2 separate regions of the Ovis aries genome follow, and region 1 is linked to region 2. Evidence: chromatin contacts called from public Hi-C data. All regions are on one chromosome and are shown on one strand. The core of a region is the stretch at or near the end of the contact, and the rest is flanking DNA. Distances in the headings are between cores, read along the strand shown. Region 1 overlaps CHMP4B (charged multivesicular body protein 4B). Region 2 holds the start of CHMP4B (charged multivesicular body protein 4B).

What was found. A called contact is a pair of places that touch in the nucleus more often than the background predicts.
Region 1: a Hi-C map of mixed tissues shows a contact between it and region 2, with 1.9 times the contacts expected there. The contact joins the enhancer-like site here to the promoter of CHMP4B in region 2. A contact is called at or near these places in 7 of 16 Hi-C or Micro-C datasets (hypothalamus, liver, mesenteric adipose tissue and 4 more).

The regions. Positions count from the first base shown.
Region 1 is chr13:63,275,778-63,278,829 of ARS-UI_Ramb_v3.0, forward strand. The region is part of intron 1 of CHMP4B (charged multivesicular body protein 4B); the gene reads left to right. Among named protein-coding and RNA genes, the nearest start is that of CHMP4B, 39 kb to the left of the region's middle. Within about 2 kb of position 1,429, at least 4 of the 54 cell types and tissues checked have an H3K27ac peak or open chromatin away from gene starts, as enhancers often do.
Region 2 is chr13:63,236,895-63,239,802 of ARS-UI_Ramb_v3.0, forward strand. CHMP4B (charged multivesicular body protein 4B) reads left to right here and starts at 1,270. Exons shown (of 5, transcript XM_004014502.4): 1 at 1,270-1,597. The coding sequence starts at 1,408. It overlaps LOC105606908 (a long non-coding RNA gene), which reads right to left and starts at 1,887. Exons shown (of 3, transcript XR_001044681.4): 1 at 1,693-1,887.

The DNA.
Region 1 (3,052 bases), core at 179-2,678, 39 kb after region 2:
ATGACATCTTAGCATCTGTTGAGATACCAGGGGCTAATGGCCCCTGTTCTGAATGCCCCCAGATCAGGGCAGACAGACTTTCCCTCCTCGGCAGCTCTTCAAAGAGAAGTTGTGTCTGCCTTTGTTGAGGAGAAAGGAGCATCCCACCTGGTAGTTGTGTTGAACTGATGTGTTCTTTGAAAGTGGTTTCTGTCCAGTCACTAACAGATACCTTGCAGAAGGACTTTCTTGTCCTGGGTGAATGCCTTTTCCACTGATCTGTGCTTCTTTGGGTATCTCTTCTGTATTTTTTCTTCAAATAGCTGTCTTTAGAGTGTCTAATGAAGCAACTGTCTGGAGACCAATGTTTATTTCAACATGGTTGGAGTTGTTTTTGCTTCAGCTTTCAGAGCCAATAAAGCTGGTTATTAGATTCTGTAATTGCTGCTGTAATTACTCTCTTGGAACCAGCAAAGGCATAATTAAATATGGAGATTCCAAGGACTATTTTTTTCCAGCTAAAAGCAGCCTTTTAAACTTCTGTTGGCCTGGGTTAGATTTCAGTCATTAAAGCATCGTGTTTATAAATGACATGGGGTGGGGGTTCTTTGGCAGAAAAGGGGTCTATTTGGACACCTCTTCTTTGAATATTTGGTTTGGATGTTAACCTTAACAACTCCCCGTACTTGTTTTTATCCTTTTTTCCCCTTTTACCCCAGTTTTATTGAGATACAATTGACATATAACATTGTTATTTTTAGGTGCACAACCTAATGGTTTAATATATGTGTATATTGTGAAATAATTATCAAAATACACTTAGTTAATGTGCATTACCTCACATGATTACATTTTTTAAAACCTCATAATGAGAACTCAGTACTTGTTTTTTTAACTCAGGAATTTTGGAGAAGTGTAAGTAAGGCAAGACATATGTAAAACATTGAGTCTGACCCTTTAGGCTTTTGCTCTATAGAAGCAAATTTTTGTGGTCAGCAATAAGCTTGGAGTGGAGAATGCTTACTTGAAGTGGAGCGGTGTGCAGGAAGTGTGGCATGCTACTCATTTATTTTGCCCTGAGTTATACTTCATCACCGTGCCACACGTTTAGACATGGGGTAGATGGTGAAGGAGGGCTGGGTCAAGTGCTGTGAATATTTATGTTTACACATAGTCTTGCAGCCCAAAGACTGGCCCCATGTCTCATTTCAAGGTTACTCTGCTGGTGAACCACGTATGGAGGGGGAAATTAATCACATACCCTTTCTTTTTAGGGTTCTCAACTAGTTGAGAAATGGAACAGGAGTTAGGTTAGGGTGAAAAAATGGACTGTCTCTGCCAGAAACCATTTTGGAGATTTCTGTGCAAAGAGGCGAAGAGATCCTGCGAACGCTGCAGGTTTGAGGGGGAGCCCTAGAGGCTTCTAGCTCAGAACCGTTTCCTCCTTTCAGGGCACACCTCTTGGCAAAGACAGAAGGGTTAGGGCAGGCACTTGCCAAAGTTCCTGTTTCATGGGTCAGGACAAATGCAGGAAAGAATCCTGCCAGATGACTGTTTTAGCCACTGTTTCAGTGAGATGTTATCTTTTCTCTGTTCAGTCAGAGGTTCACAGGAGATAAAATACGGGTGTACCCCACATGAGGAACCCTGCAGAGAATATATGAAGAACTTAAAATAGATGAAATTGGAGATTCAGTTTAATATAATTAAGCAGTGTGTGCACCAGGCATTATGCTGGATGATGGCTTGTAAAGATGCATAATACAAACATTATTTCATTCGTGGGGGTCTCTGGCTTACCCCCCTGATATGTTTGGGTATTTGCTTCCAGATAATTTATTGCCTAGGAGATTTTAGCAGTGGGGTGCAGATCAGAGAAATGGAAGACTGGCTTGCAAGGAGTCCCTGCCAATTGAAAATGTATTAGAGAAAAAGGTAAAGCAGTTCTAAATATGCTGTGATGTTAACAGGGAAAGAATAAATTTGGTTTTAAAAGTCAGAACGCAGCTGACTGTAAAATCACGGCTCCTACTGTACTCAGGACACTGAGAAGCAGGGCAGATGTCATCTCGCTGTTTGTTCTTAAGATCTGTCCCTGTATCACTTAGCATCGTCCGGAGGCTGTGTGGGAAGCAGGGGCCTGGGGGTTCCCACAGGCCAGTAGTTGAGCCCTCTGCTCCTCTCATACCAGCCGGCTGACGCGGTTGAGCCACTCCACCTTTCTGATCTGTCTGATCTGTGCCCCAGGACTTTGCGGGAGGATTAAATGAGGAAGCGGATGGTATTACGCAGCAGGCGCTCAGAACACCTGTTAAATCTCAACTGATGAACAAGTTCTAGGCTGGGCTATGCGAGGGTAGTGAGGGCGGCTGAGGAGGGCCTGGGAAGGGGGCGCGTGTGGAGTGTTGACCTGAGAAGGTTCAAGAATCGCTTGTTGATTGGGGTGTGTCTGAATCAGTTTCAGCACCGGGGAGTCAGGAGGAAGCAACGCCAGGCCCTGACCACTTGTACAACAGGACTCTCCTCGGGTATCATCCCTGTGCCTCGATGGTCAGTGGCAAAGGGATCCGAACTTGGGGCTGGGGCTTCCAGAACCTGGTTCAAGGCGAGCATCCAAGTCCATTGCCGGCCTCGTTAAACCACTCAGAGGCTTTGTCCTGCGGGCAGAGGGAGCGGTTGAGGGTTCTTAAGCAAAGGAATGACATGACTGGGTTTGTGTTCCTTCTTCTGTGATCCTACAGTTCCCTTGACACTCCCTACTAGACTGGACTGTGCCTCCGTGGCAAGATCCTGCCTGGTTTGTTCAGTTGGGGGGGCATAGCAGTTAGCGTGGGAGCCCATGACTGTGGAGTTCCATACCTGGCTTAATCTACTCTCTGCCGACTACCACCTGGTAACCCTGAATTACCTCTCTGAACCTGTCTCCTCCTCTGATAAACAGTGGTCATTTCTACTTTAGAGGGTTGCTGTTGTGAGATAATTACTTGGCAGGCATGGCTTAGTACTAGCAGAAGGTGCAGGTGCTCAGTAAAGGGTCTTGGGGACGCCTAGATGTGACTGCAGGTTGAATTTC
Region 2 (2,908 bases), core at 20-2,519:
CTCAATTTCTGAGTCTTGGTTGTTACTGTTCAGTTGCTAAGTTGTACCCAAAGTTTTGCGAACCCCTTGGACCGTAGCCCACCAGGATCCTCTGTCCATGGGATTCTCCAGGCAAGAATGCTGGAGTAGGCTGCCATTTCCTCCTCCAGGGGATCTTCTCTAACTAGTGATCAGCCTGTGTCTCTTGTTTAGCAGGTGGATTCTTTACTACTGAGCCACCAGGGAAACCTGAGTCTTGCTGCTGCTGCTGCTGCTGCTGCTGCTGCTGCTGCTGCTGCTGCTGCTGCTGCTGCTAAGTCGCTTCAGTTGTGTCCAACTCTGTGTGACCCCATAGATGGCAGCCCACCAGGTTCCACCGTCCCTGGGATTCTCGGGGCAAGAACACTGGAGTGGGTTGCCATTTCCTTCTCCAACGCATGAAAGTGAAAAGTGAAAGTGAAGTTGCTCAGTCCAGTCCGACTCTTCCCGACCCCATGGACCGCAGCCTACCAGGCTCCTCAGTCCATGGGATTTTCCAGGCAAGAGTACTGGAGTGGGATGCCATCGCTGTTACCTACAAAATAGTAAGTCCTAAAGGAGATCAGTCCTAGGTGTTCATTGGAGGGACTGATGTTGAAGCTGAAACCCCAATACTTTGGCCACCTGATGCGGAGAGCTGACTCATTTGAAAAGACCCTGATGCTGGGAAAGATTGAGGGCAGGAGGAGGGGACGACAGAGGATGAGATGGTTGGATGGCATGACCGACACAATGGACATGGGTTTGGGTGGCCTCCGGGAGTTGGTGATGGACAGGGAGGCCTGGCGTGCTGCAGTTCATGGTGTCACAAAGAGTCGGACACGACTAAGCTACTGAACTGAACTGAACTGAACTGAAAATAGTAAGAGTATTATTTCACACAAGCTTATGATAAGTAAATGTGATAATGCAAGTAAAGCACTTCACAATGTTTGGATCACAGAAACTGCATAACGTTAATTACTGTTTTATAAAATATTCTTACTTCTCTTCCTGTTTTTCCACCCCCGCCCCGACAAAACTAGTTCCAAGGAGACTACATTTCCCAGCATGCCACCCCGCCCTTTGATCCTAGCTAGACCAAAAAGACGCGCCGCCGAGTGTCTTCAGCCGGAAGACTATAGTCTCCCGGCATGCAGCGCGCCTCCTTCCATTAGCTTTGAAGCACGGCCGGCGCGTTGCCTACCGGGAGTTGTAGTCAGCGGCGTGTTTCCCTGACGCCTGCCGGGCCGGGCGTGGGGGCCTGTGGGAGGTGGCGCGGCCGGGCCCAGCTGCGGGGCGGAGGTGAGGAGAGGCCTGCGACGGCAGGGAGCGGCGGGGAGAGGAGCGGGCGCCCGAGCCGAGCCGAGCCGGAGCGGACGGCGTAGGCCGGCGCGGCTAGCAGCAACCATGTCGGTGTTCGGGAAGCTGTTCGGGGCTGGAGGGGGTAAGGCCGGCAAGGGCGGCCCGACCCCCCAGGAGGCCATCCAGAGGCTTCGGGACACGGAGGAGATGCTAAGTAAGAAGCAGGAATTCCTGGAGAAGAAGATCGAGCAGGAGCTGACGGCTGCCAAGAAGCACGGCACTAAAAACAAGCGCGGTGAGTCGGCCGGGCCCCCTCAGACTCCCTTGGCCGGACTCCACCTTCGTCAGACTTGCTCCAGTGTTTGCTCGGGACCTGAAACTCTTTCTTACCTTGTCAGACTCCCTTCCTTGCCTTTCTGGGTCCGGGACCCCTCCCCATCCGACTGCCTTCAGTGTCTCCCGGAGCCTTGGACCCCTGCATCGTCACACTGTCATCCCAGCCCTCTCGTCTCAGGCTCTCCGCTCTCTGCCAGGCCCCTTCAGACCCTAATTTCACAGCACTTCTCCCTCTTCCGCCTTCACTCTGTTCTTTTTCTTCCGCCTTTTCCTCCTCCCTCTTGCCTGCCCTCCCCCCCCCCCCCCCCCCCCTCAGATACTGCCGTCGCCTCCTTGGCTCATTTCAGCCCTCCATCCCAACACTTGTGTCCTTCCTGGTCCCACCCCTGCCCTCTCCCGATTCCTCTGTGAAGTCCATGAACTGTCCCTGGCCTCTCCCCATCTCCTGTTTCAGAATTCTCCTTGAGAAGCCTAGATGGAGAGGAAAGGGAACTAGGGGAGAGGAAACTCCCTGGTTCCAGCTCTGTTCACTTGCTGAGTGAACTTGAGCAAGTTACTAATCTTCTTGAGCCTCATTTCCCCCATCCATCAGCCAGGGTTTGTCCTCTGTAGGCCTAAAGTGCCTTCCAGCTCTTGTGATTCACTTCTTGTTGCTTTATCAGAGTTTCACGTAGCTCAAGCCTTCACCCGGTGACTCACCGCTTCGCGATCCCTGTGTACCAGAAATAAGGATTCCTTGCCTCCATTGGCCCTGACTCCTCCCCCAGTCCCCACTACTGTGGTTCTGGGCGGGGCTGTTGAGCTCTGAGGCACTTTACTTACTGTTGTGTGGCTTTCTGGGCAAGCGATTTGTATTCCTCTTAAGTCAGGTGAATGTAAAAATGCTTTAATAACTATAAAGCAATTTAGAAATATTTGATTTTTCTCGTTGTTATGGCAATAGGAGGGTGAACCGTAGCATGACAACCCTTCCCCTGAGAAGCAGGAAAGGTGAGACGGGTTTAGGAGCTTGACAAACAAGTATTTAACTGAGAAATCTGCAAGTCACTAGCTGTGTGACCTTGAGCTAGTGAATTTACCTCTGAAGGGAAGATGGTGGATTTACAGTGCCCAGAATATAGTAGGGGTTAATTCGATGTTTTCATCATTCTAACAAAGGAGCAGAATAACCCACCCTGAGGATGCTCCTTTGCTGATGATAGTCAACAGATACTCTGGAAATTCTTTTGGGTGGCTTACTACGTGCATGGTATTCAGAGGGTGAACAGAA